Linked DNA regions of Cricetulus griseus: region 2 is linked to region 1. A link is a contact called in public Micro-C data. All regions are on one chromosome and are shown on one strand. The core of a region is the stretch at or near the end of the contact, and the rest is flanking DNA. Distances in the headings are between cores, read along the strand shown. Region 1 holds the start of Mtbp (mdm2-binding protein). Region 2 holds the start of Deptor (DEP domain-containing mTOR-interacting protein).

Evidence for each region. A called contact is a pair of places that touch in the nucleus more often than the background predicts.
Region 2: a Micro-C map of the CHO-K1 cell line shows a contact between it and region 1, with 5 times the contacts expected there. The contact joins the promoter of Deptor here to the promoter of Mtbp in region 1. A contact is called at or near these places in 6 of 8 Hi-C or Micro-C datasets (the CHK-Q cell line, the CHL-YN cell line, the CHO-K1 cell line and 1 more).

What each region holds. Positions count from the first base shown.
Region 1 is chr10:31,909,880-31,915,294 of CriGri-PICRH-1.0, forward strand. Mtbp (mdm2-binding protein) reads right to left here and starts at 2,884. Exons shown (of 20, transcript XM_035449696.1): 1 at 2,568-2,884; 2 at 1,521-1,601. The coding sequence starts at 2,688. It overlaps Mrpl13 (39S ribosomal protein L13, mitochondrial), which reads left to right and starts at 2,912. Exons shown (of 7, transcript XM_027431690.2): 1 at 2,912-3,076; 2 at 4,885-5,008. The coding sequence starts at 3,050.
Region 2 is chr10:32,385,160-32,390,307 of CriGri-PICRH-1.0, forward strand. Deptor (DEP domain-containing mTOR-interacting protein) reads right to left here and starts at 1,341. Exons shown (of 9, transcript XM_027431694.2): 1 at 1,066-1,341. The coding sequence starts at 1,181.

The DNA.
Region 1 (5,415 bases), core at 1,634-4,133:
TCCAACAAGAGTTTTTATTAGCTTTGATAGAGCTATTATCTAATTGGTTATTGGATTAGGAAGGTCACGAATGACTTCAGCTTGCACAGTCACAGGCAGAGTTCTGCATTACTATGCAAAAGGAAAGACTTATAAGAAACTCTGCCCATACAAGCAGAATGAATACTTTCAAGAGAACCTCTACAATGCTCCCAAGATCTCTTTTACATATACATTTAAAGCACAAAGGGGGGAAATCTTTGCTGCTATAATAGTAGCACCATGTACCCTTTACCAACTTAAGAAACTAGTACCATTAGTATTTGGACAACAGACTAGTACAGCTCACACAAGAAAGCATTCCTCAGTGTGAGCGCTGCCCCAGAGAGAATGGAGATTCTCTAATCAGAAAAGGAAAAGAGAGGATTATCATAGATTCAGGAGACTACCAGCTATCGAAGTGGGGGCATCTACAGACATTTCCCTCAGCTTTTAGGATCTGATCTGTTTTCATATCAGATGGAGAAGAAGCAAGAGAAAAAAAAAATGATCAAAGCAAACAACTGCATTTGTAAAATACCAATAGCGCTAAAGGGAGCAAAGATTTCTTACAAAGAAAAATAAATAAATAAAAAGTGAAATAACTTCAAAAAGTCAAAGTACTGAGAACTGAGGAGAAGACTAACTTTAGCAAGTACAAAGTTGTTTTTCTCTTAAGAGAATCAGTAGCAGCGGTGGTGGCGCATGCCTTTAATCCCAGCACTGGGGAGGCAGAAGTAAGTGGATATTTGTGAGTTTGAGGCCAGGTTGATCTACAGAACGAGTTCCTAGGCAGGCTCCAAAGCTACACAGAGAAACCCTGTCTGGAACAAAACAAACTAACAGAGAGAGAGAGAGAGAGAGAGAGAGAGAGAGAGACAGAGACAGAGACAGAGAGAGAAAGAGGGGGAAGAGAGAGAAAAAGGGGAGAGAGAGAGAGAAGAGAGGAGAAGAGAGAGAGAGAGAGAGAGAGAGAGAGAAAGAGAGGAGAGAGAGAAAGAGAGAGAGAGACAGACACACAGAGAGAGACAGAAAGAGAAAGAGGGGAGAGAGAGAAAGAGGTGAGAGAGGGAGAGAGGGAGGGAGGAAGGGAGGGAGGGAGAGAGGGAGAGAGAGAGAGAGAATCAGTAAGAATGGACAGGAAAAAACAAAATCTACAAATAAGTGGTAAAGTCAGAGTGTGAGCTTTAATAATGAGTCTTTACTCAAGGCAAGAACGTTTTACAAAGCCACACTACCCTATGCTACATATACCTAAAGGGAGGGGGAGGTAGAACAAAACTCAAGTTGGGAGTCCACAGTAACTTTTGTAGCAACTTACAACATTCAACTAGTGGGAAGGAATGGTAACGTTGCTGAGTATTTTCTTAAGACACCTCCATATCCCTGTGACTTATGCAAAATCAACAAGTATTTCTTCTAAGTTATCAAACTAACTGATTTCCAATAAAATGCTGGGCCAGATTGGGGGCAGGGGTTTTTGCTATACTGTGATAACTTACCAGGAAATGTAGCGTCATCCGGCCGGCTGGAATCATTGATGCTTCTCTTCAAGAGGTGATAAATAGTGGATGCCGTCAAGTCTGCCAAAGTAAGGGCCTAGCACAGTCATGTTACTCGGCGGGCTCAAGGGTTAACAGAATCTAGCCCTGTTTCAACTTCACTATCAGAGGACCTGAATGAAGGCCAGAATGTTGGATACAGAATACGCGTGGACTAAGATTCTATTCAAGTGCTGATGAACTAAATTTCAGCAGGCAGAGAAAATAGTCAAGGCTGCTGGTTCGTCCATGCTAGTCAGTAACAAGAAACCAAAGACTTCCTGCCAAAATGAACCATATACATTTCTTCCTCAAAAACAAACAAAAAAATCTGCTTGACCAAAACGAGGAAAATGCAACGAGACTAGACAGAGGCATCAAAAAGCAATGTAATCAAAAGCAGCTAAAATCGTTTAAAAATCTGTAATTTAAAAAAAAAAAAAAAGGAAAAAGGGCCGGAGAGAATGGCTCAGAGGTTAAGAGCACTGACTGCTCTTCCAGAGGTCCTGAGTTCAATTCCCAGCAACCACATGGTGGCTCACAACCATCCGCTAGGAGATCTGGTGCCCTCTTCTGGTGTGCATGGAAGCAGAATGCTGTATGCATGATAAATAAATAAAATCTTAAAAAAAAAAAAAGGAAAAAGTGCCGCGTGTCTCCTGCATAGAATGTAACCCGAGATCCGTGGAATCTATGTCTTTCTGCATTTTCTTCAAGGTGGAACAGACACACTTCCTAAATACACACCTGCCCAGAGGGCAGAAATTCTAGTCATGCCCCAGCTCAGTGTGCCCAACCCTTGGGGCACTGGGATCCACCACCCACACGTGAGCCTATCTTTCTTCCTGACCACACTGTTGGAAACTCGGAGGAAACTTCCTCAGGGAGGGCAGCGTCCCGGGACGGACGTCCGGCCCGCGCTCCTGCCACCCCCGGGGACCCCCTCAGAAACTCCGATCCCCTGGGCTCCCCGCGCGCTTTCCCGCCTCTTCTCAGCCCGGAGCTTACGAGGCTGCTTCTCGGTGCAGTCCGGGGACGCCGCCGCCTCCGTCCCGGGTTCGCTGTCCCCTCCTGCGGGCGACGGAAGCGTGCCTTCCCTCCAGGTGACGAGCAGCAAGTAGCGATCCATGTCCTTCGCGCCCAGACTCCATCCAGTTCTGGGGCTCCAAAGAGCCGCGCGCCGCGCGCACTTCCGGTTTCCCGCCGCCCGGCTCGCTATCCAGCCGGGAATGATGTCCCCGGGGCGCTTTTCGCGCCGATGACTCGGGGAAACGACGCTCTGGGTAAGCCACTCTCCTTGGCCCTGTTTCGTAACGAAAGGGCTCCGGGAGGCGCGGTGCCGGAGCGTGGCGGAGAAGCAGCCGACGAGCGCTCGCCCGCGGTAGGAACCCTCGTGCTGCGTTGTCTTTGTTTCCGGCCGGACTCGTGGGGGGTCGCTGGTACGGCGACCGGGCGAGTGGAAGCGAAAGGGACGCCGGAAGTCGGGGAGCATGTCCAGCTTCTCTAGGGCGCCGCAGGTGAGCTCGCGCGCCTCCGGAGGGGTGGTGTGCGCCGGGCGCTCGCCCGAGTGCAGAGCGGCGGTCTCCGCGGGGACTCGGTGCAGATGCTGAGCCTTCGGGGAAGAAGCGGCTGACACCCGTGGCCCGGAAGCTCCTGGCGGAGTCACGGGCCGGGGGTGGGGGGTCGGGACTCGGGCCACCGCTTTGACATCTGTGCTTGGCTACGGCTGCCCGTTTCGTGGCTGCCGTTGCTCGCACACAGCCCTGGGAGCGTTCCGGGGAGACAGTGAGTGGAACGGCTGAAAGTTGGTCAGTTTTGTCTGCTGCAGTGGAGTCTGGCGGGGAAGGGAGAGGGTGGAGCTGCGTGTGGTTGAGCACAGTGTGTGTCTAGCATCTGGGTTCCGTCCCCACGGAGCCCGCCTGTTATTCCAGCACTTGGGAGGTGGAGGAAGGAAGGAAGATGCTAAGTTCGGGGTCAGCCTTCTCGGCTCCATTGCAAGCTTGAAGTCGGCCTGCGCTACGTGAGACTTGTCGCAAAAGAACTGAAGGATGGGGAGTTGTTTGGCGGTTTTGACCTGGACGCCTTAGGCATTAAAAAGACCTAGCACCCAGGCTGCCAGAAGGAAGATGTTCACAGATGTCGATCTGTGTGTGAAGGAGAAAAGGAGGAAATGAGTTTGGATTGCTATTCTAGTATACCATGCGAGACGCTCATGCACGAGTGAGGCTAAAACACTGGAGTGGTGAACAGCCCGCAGTATGTATTAAAGGATCGAACGTGGGCGAAAGAAGAAACAAGAGTGACGTCGAAGAATTCTGGTTTGGGCAACCGGAAGGCGGTGGTGTAGGGAACACGGGAACCGAAGCAGATTTTAGGGAGAAGAGACGGAATTGTGGTTTTTGTGTGTTAATCCAAGATGACTCCTAGCCTAATGCCACTCGAAGTTCAGCTCCTTTAAGTGTGGTTGCTGCCTGTCTGTAATGAGGTAAATACAGGATGTGAAAATTAATGTCTTTAAACTTTGACAGCAAGTTGACATTGTGGCAGCTTTTGTATTGTTTGTCAAACTGTTTTAAGGATTGGTCTCCATGGGATGGGGGAAACTTGTCTTTGCGTATGCATGGGCTAGCTTAAAGTTTAGGATAACTAATATGAAACCCCAAGCTGAATTGTATTTTTCTAGCAGATATGCATAATGAAAGCACCTGGCCAAGAGTTTTCCGGAATAGAGATAGATAATTTTCTTAGTTTGGAGATATTGAAGAGCGTGATTTTTCTCAGGTGACATAAAGAGGTCTGTTGAAGACAAGCCTATAATACCAGATACTCTGGAGGCTGAAGTGGGAGGGTTGTGAGTTCAAGCCTTTGTGGGGTACAGAGCGAGTTCACGGCCAAACTGAGTAACTCAGCAGAACTGACTCAAAGGCATTAACGGGGCTAGTGATGTGTTTCAGTTTTGTGGAGTGCTTGCCTAGTATCCCCAGTGTCTCACATACACATAGAAATGTTGGATTTCAGTTGTGCTTTTCTGATCATGCAGTTGTGTTTAACTCTCTTAGAACTGAGGTCTTAAATTATCTTCAGTTGACAACTAGCCACCCAACTTTCTGTATAAATACACTTACTATCTCTATACAGTAATGAGAGAAGACTTTAGAGCTGGTAAAGAAAACAAAATGCACACACACATACATTTTAGTCATAGTCTGTTTTTCAAAGTAATTGTTGGCATTAATTGTAGAATACAGACGATGGCATGTGATAATGTATTTAATTATTTCCATTCTAACTAGGATTTTCTTCATCTTTTTTCTTTATTTTCAAGCAATGGGCCACTTTTGCTCGAATATGGTATCTCTTAGATGGCAAGATGCAGCCCCCTGGCAAACTTGCAGCTATAGCATCAAAAAAGCTTCAAGGACTACATAAACCAGTGTACCACCAGCTGAGTAAGTACTGTTGTAGACCCCTCATTAGCAGATATAGTGTACACTCCAGAAGAGGAACTTGTGAAGCTTATGGAACTGTGTTTAAGGGTCCCTTTCTGTGGGTATATGAGGATTCTGTATTCTCTTCCTTTTGGCAGTCCTCATCCAGTGCTAAACTGAATTTGACTTACTGAAAGAAAACACTCTTACCAACAGTAAATCACCAGTAGCCCTTACTTCAGCTCTAATAGTGTCCTGACTTGCACTGTAAATTAGGATTCCCTTCTTACCCATCTCTTCTCATGTGACATGGCTTTGAGTAGAGAGTTGTTTTTTTTTTTAACAGCAGTCCTGCCTGTTTTCTAAAAATTCTTCCCTAGAAAGATAGAGCTAGCTAAATATGGTAGGTTGCTTTAGGCAAGGTTTTC
Region 2 (5,148 bases), core at 91-2,590, 470 kb after region 1:
TCTTGATGAAGGGAAACAGGTTTTTAGTTCCCTGTAATTGTGGCCACACACTTGAAATTTAACAAGGAACCAAAATGCGTGATTTTCCTTTTGTCGCGCTAGACTATATCGTCCTGGTTTTGAACACCTACTTCCTCAAACCGAGCCCTGCAAAGCCAATGGTTTACCAGGCCTCCAGGGACCTTTGCAAAATTCTCCTTCAAGTCTTGAAATAGCCTTTTAGAAATCGAAATCAGCAGGAGAAAAAAAAAAAAATCAAGCCAAGTACTAGGGGAAAATAGCGCACATCTTTCTGGTTGGACCGGGGGCTCGTGGTTCAAGTTCTGGCAGAAACGTCGTAGAGCCGGATTCATTTTAACTGGCAGTCGGATTTATGACCACAAGAGCGGCAGCTGCGGAAGCCCAAGCCTTAGGCATATGCCCAAGAAAAAGGAACAGGAAGCGAAGGGAATGCCAAGGGGGCCCTGGAGGTCAGGGCTTGTTCCTGGATTTCTGACATTGGGCAAGTGATAATTCTAGGAAAAGTGCGGGGCGATCGGCCAAACTCCAGGGTCCCAAACGTGGGCCCTAAACAAGGTACTTCCACGCCCCCTTGCGGACCCAAGTGACAACTGACGATGTGCCAATTAAGGGATAGGTAGAGGGCTCGGAGAGGTTTTCCAAGACGAGCCTTCATGGGACTGGCAGAGATCGGTCCCTAAGTGAACCGAGACTCAAGGAAGGGAAGCTTGCCTTGCTAGCAACAAGAGAAGCGCAACGCAAGGCACTCGTGGAGCTCGCTGGTGCCTTTTATCTGGAGGTGCAGGGGCTGCGGTCCGACCCGACCCTGCTTTGGGGACCGTGCCGGCTAGCTAGGCTGTGTCATCAGGGGAAGCTCGCACCGGGCGAGCCCGCGGGGACGCAGGGCTGCAGAAGCCCAGCATGCACCATGCGTCCCCGGCATCGGTCCCTGCAGCTGCAAGTCCCGGGGCTGCAGCCGCCCCACGCGCCCGCGCCACCAGCCTGGCGCGAGCCACATGGAGCTCGCCCTCCGGACGGCCGCGGGCAGCGCGACCCTCTGCTTACCGGAGCTGCTCCCCGGTGACCAGGACTTCAGCCATGCGCTCCAGCTCTCTCTGCTGCGCCCCGCCACTGCCGCCGGCGTTGCTGTCGCTGCCGCCGCCGCCGCTGCCCTCCTCCATGCTCCCGACCGCGCCGCTGCCACTCTGCAAGCCTTCGCTGGCCCGCCGGGTGCCTGGCGTTCCGATCAGCCTGCCCTCGCCGAAGCCGCTCCGGCCATCTTTGTTCCTGGCGGTCCCGTGGCTCGGACGCGATTGGCTGGCGAGGGAATCCCTGCGGGCAAGCAGAAGATTTGGGCGAGTCCCGCCCTGGAACTTCGAGCCTGGGGGCGTGGCCTGGCCGCTCGCTCGTGGTCCGGGGGCGGAGCCAAGGAGAAAAATATAAACATCTGGGCGGGGCGGTGGGCGAGCAGTGTTTCTTCAGGAGGTTGAGCTTTTTCTCCTTTTATATTTCTTTCTTTCTTTTTTTTCACTCCACTCCCAAACTCATGCTGGGGAATTTTGCATTTAAAAATTTTGCATTTTTACTGTGTTTCCCATAGCCGAGTTGCAAAGGATAAAAATGAGAACAATATGCTCCATCAACGAGCAATCCAGGATGTCGCTGAAGGGCTATGCCACTCTTTTTGAGCACTTTCCCTGAAGGCAGCCTACTACCTTAAGTGGAGTCAGTAAAGCATCTTGGCCTGAGGTTTAAAAAGACTAAGACTCTGGCTTCATTCCTGTGATTTCCTACCTAAATGCTCTTAATTCTTTCTTACAATAATTGTAGCTAGCACCTGTCCACACCTGGTGCATTAGAGGTGTTTCGGGTAGGTTGATGCCTTGCTTAGTTTTTGCAGATCATAATCCTAGCATGGCCTTCCTTTAACATCCAGAAAGCGACTCGGAGGAGTGAGGTAATTTCTCTCATGCAAGCAGGCAAGGTCATTCTAGATTGTAGGCTGTGTTTTAAAACAACTGCAAGTTTCCAAGCGTGGTGACACACCTGTGTCCCCACAACTTCAGAGGATGACACAGGAAGATGTTGAGTTTGAAGAAGACTGGGCTACATAGATGCCTTGTCTCATAAAACAAACTAGGACAAAAGAAGCACACCTGGCAAAATGAGCAATGCAGTAAAGAGTGAAGTTAAATGCGTTTGAATGGCAGACATGGTCTAAAATGTTCACAAAAAAATCGGTTGTCCTCGTCCCTTTTCATTTTGGGTTTGTAAACTTCCACATAGCTGCAATTCAGAGGTTGTGTCTTTCATGGTTGGATAAATATTTTGAAGTGTCTTTGAATTTCCCTTCTGTAAGATACCGGCACTTGTTTCTATGTACCTTGTCACAGTCCTAGGACAGTAATACCTGTGAGAAGATGCAGGGAGTGTCACCTCATACCATATCCCATGCTGTTATGAATCTTACTTGACCCTGCTGAAGATGAGGTCTGACCCTTACTGGGCACAAAAATAGAACATTTAACATTTTGCAAAGCCCAATCATTGGTAAACAAAACCATTGCAGTCCCATTTTAAGAGACGGATTAAAATATGTTGTTTGAGATAGAATCTTGCCATGTAGCCCAGGTTGACATCAAACTCAGGATCCCCCTGCCTTAACCTCCCAAGGGCTGGGGTTACAAGCACTGAGTATCATATTCTGATCTATTTTTTTTTCAACAGGAAAACTCACATTAGTCTTCCTAGTGCTCAAAAAAGACCAGTCCTCACGGTTTGCTGGAGTATTGAACAGTATTTTGAGCTTTTATTTATGTTTGTGCTTTATCTGACACCTCAAACCTTTTTAATGTTGTTTAATTTATTCTCACAAAACCCTGTTAGATATTAGTGCTTCAAACACAAATGGGAAAGGAGAATTGTTTGTCTAAGTTTCACAACTAGTAAGTTAGGCAGCCCTTCGATGCTTATTCTTTTATTTATTTATTTATTTATTTATTTATTTATTTATTTATGCAAGACAGGGTTTCTCTGTATTACTTTGGAGCCCGTCCTGGAATTTGCTTTGTGGACCAGGCTAGCCTTAAACTCACAGAGATCTACCTGTCTCTGCCTCTTGAGTGCTGGCATTAAAGGTGTGTGCCACCACCACTTGCCAATGCTTATTCTATAGATTTTCAAGACTATGCTCAGCCACATTCCAGAAAGGAAATAATTCCTCTTAACAGAATATCTTAGGCAACCCCTCTGCCAAAAAGAAATTATGCTTATTACTTTTATAAACAGACAATATTTTAAAAAGTGGACCAAGAGCAACAGCTTTTAGTTAAATGTGATTCCAAGGGTCTCATTTTGATAGTATAACCTTTATTCACAGTAATGGAGGTAGATGGCCTAGACTTAATGAGAGTTAACACCTGTCTGTTTCTCATGGTTTTATTTTTGGTTTTGGTTTGGTTTGGGTTTTTTGAGATAAGGTTTCTCCGTGTAGTCTGGCTGTCCTAGAGCTCAGAGGTCTGCTTGTCTTTGCCTTGGAAGTGCTAGGATTAAAGGTGAGCACCACCATGCCCAGCTGTTGTTTCTTGTGTTTTAAGTTTTATGCTTATTACACAGAAAATTGAGGTTTGTTTTTGTTTTGTTTTTTTGGCATGGGCGATTCTCTTACCCAAGCAATCTTGATTTTCATTCTATTTTCGTCTAAGTTTGCAATCTTATAGTAGTCACTAATTCTCTTTGGTTCTGAGTTTCAATTGATAAAACAGGAAGAATAACTCTTACTTTCTAGGGATTGGTCTTTGACCTTTATGAAATAATGCTTTCATTAAATAAAATTTTGAAGATCCATTTTAATAATAAAATTTTGTATATTTATGGTTTTCTTTAAAAAAGCACCATATTTTAAGGCTTAAAATTTTCTAGGTGGAAAAATACCTGACCTGAAAGGGAAAGTAACTTTTAATTTTATTTTTAAATTCAACTTTTTGAGACAGAATCTCATATAGCCAAGGCTGGACTTGAACTCCTGATTTTCCTGCTTCTGCTTCTCAAGTGCTGCTGGGCCTGGATATTTTCCTTGAAAGCCCCTCCCATTTGGTGTGTGTGTGTGTGTGTGTGTGTGTGTGTGTGTGTGTGTGTGTGTGTCTTTTGTATTCTTGGTGGTAGTGGTTTGTGTACATGTGAAGATATTTGTAAATAATGAAAGCTAGTTTGCTGTTAGGTATTAAACTTTAAGATTTCACTTTGATACATGGAATACATCATACTCCACCACTGAAGACTCTCTTCTAACAGGGAATTGACTACCGAGGACAAGTAGATACCCAAGACTGTGAATCCTGGAGCAATGGTGCCTGTGACTAACTATGGAAGAAGAAGGGCATTGCTCTGGCAATTCATCCGCCACCAAGATTTTGGAAGAGCTGAGAATCCTAACAGATTTTGGATTGGTTCCTGACTCCACTTGCAAGCAGATTATCCCCTCAGAATTTCTGTTCTCAAAGGGAAGGCTTATATACCGCCAGCTCCACTGCTTATTGAGTGCATTAGATGTAATTTAGTTAAGTATTACAAGTGGGAACTAGGAAGTGTAAGCCATCTCTTCTGGCTCTCCCCACTCAGCCCCTTTATATCTTCTGGTGTTTGGTGCTTTAAGGCCAGCATCAAAGTTGTGATGGGAAGGTCTAGGGGTGCGTGCGTGCGTGCGTGCGTGCGTGCGTGCGTGCGTGCGTGCGTGCGTGTGTGTGTGTGTGTGTGTGTCTAAGCAATCAAAGTGTGATATTGGTAAAATACAAGATAAATTACGTAAAAGTCATGCTTAACACATACCCAAACCTAATGGGGATAAATAGACAAAATACTCTGTAAAATTGCTATGAATGTTTCTGAGTGATTTGTCTCAAGAACAAACAGTATGTCTCTATTTTGCTTTGAGGTTAGTGGCCCCTCCCTGGTCAACTATATTTTGAGCAGTGCTGGTGTAATGAACTCTTCCTAAAGGTGAGTCACAAAGTGAAAAGATAAACTTGAATTGCTAAAAATTCAAAAGTACAGTGTCATCCATCAAACTGAATGATAGGTTAGAAGTTATCTGGACTTCGTACACACCCAAATCCCAGATCTTTGGAAGCTAGAAGGAAAGTCAATAGT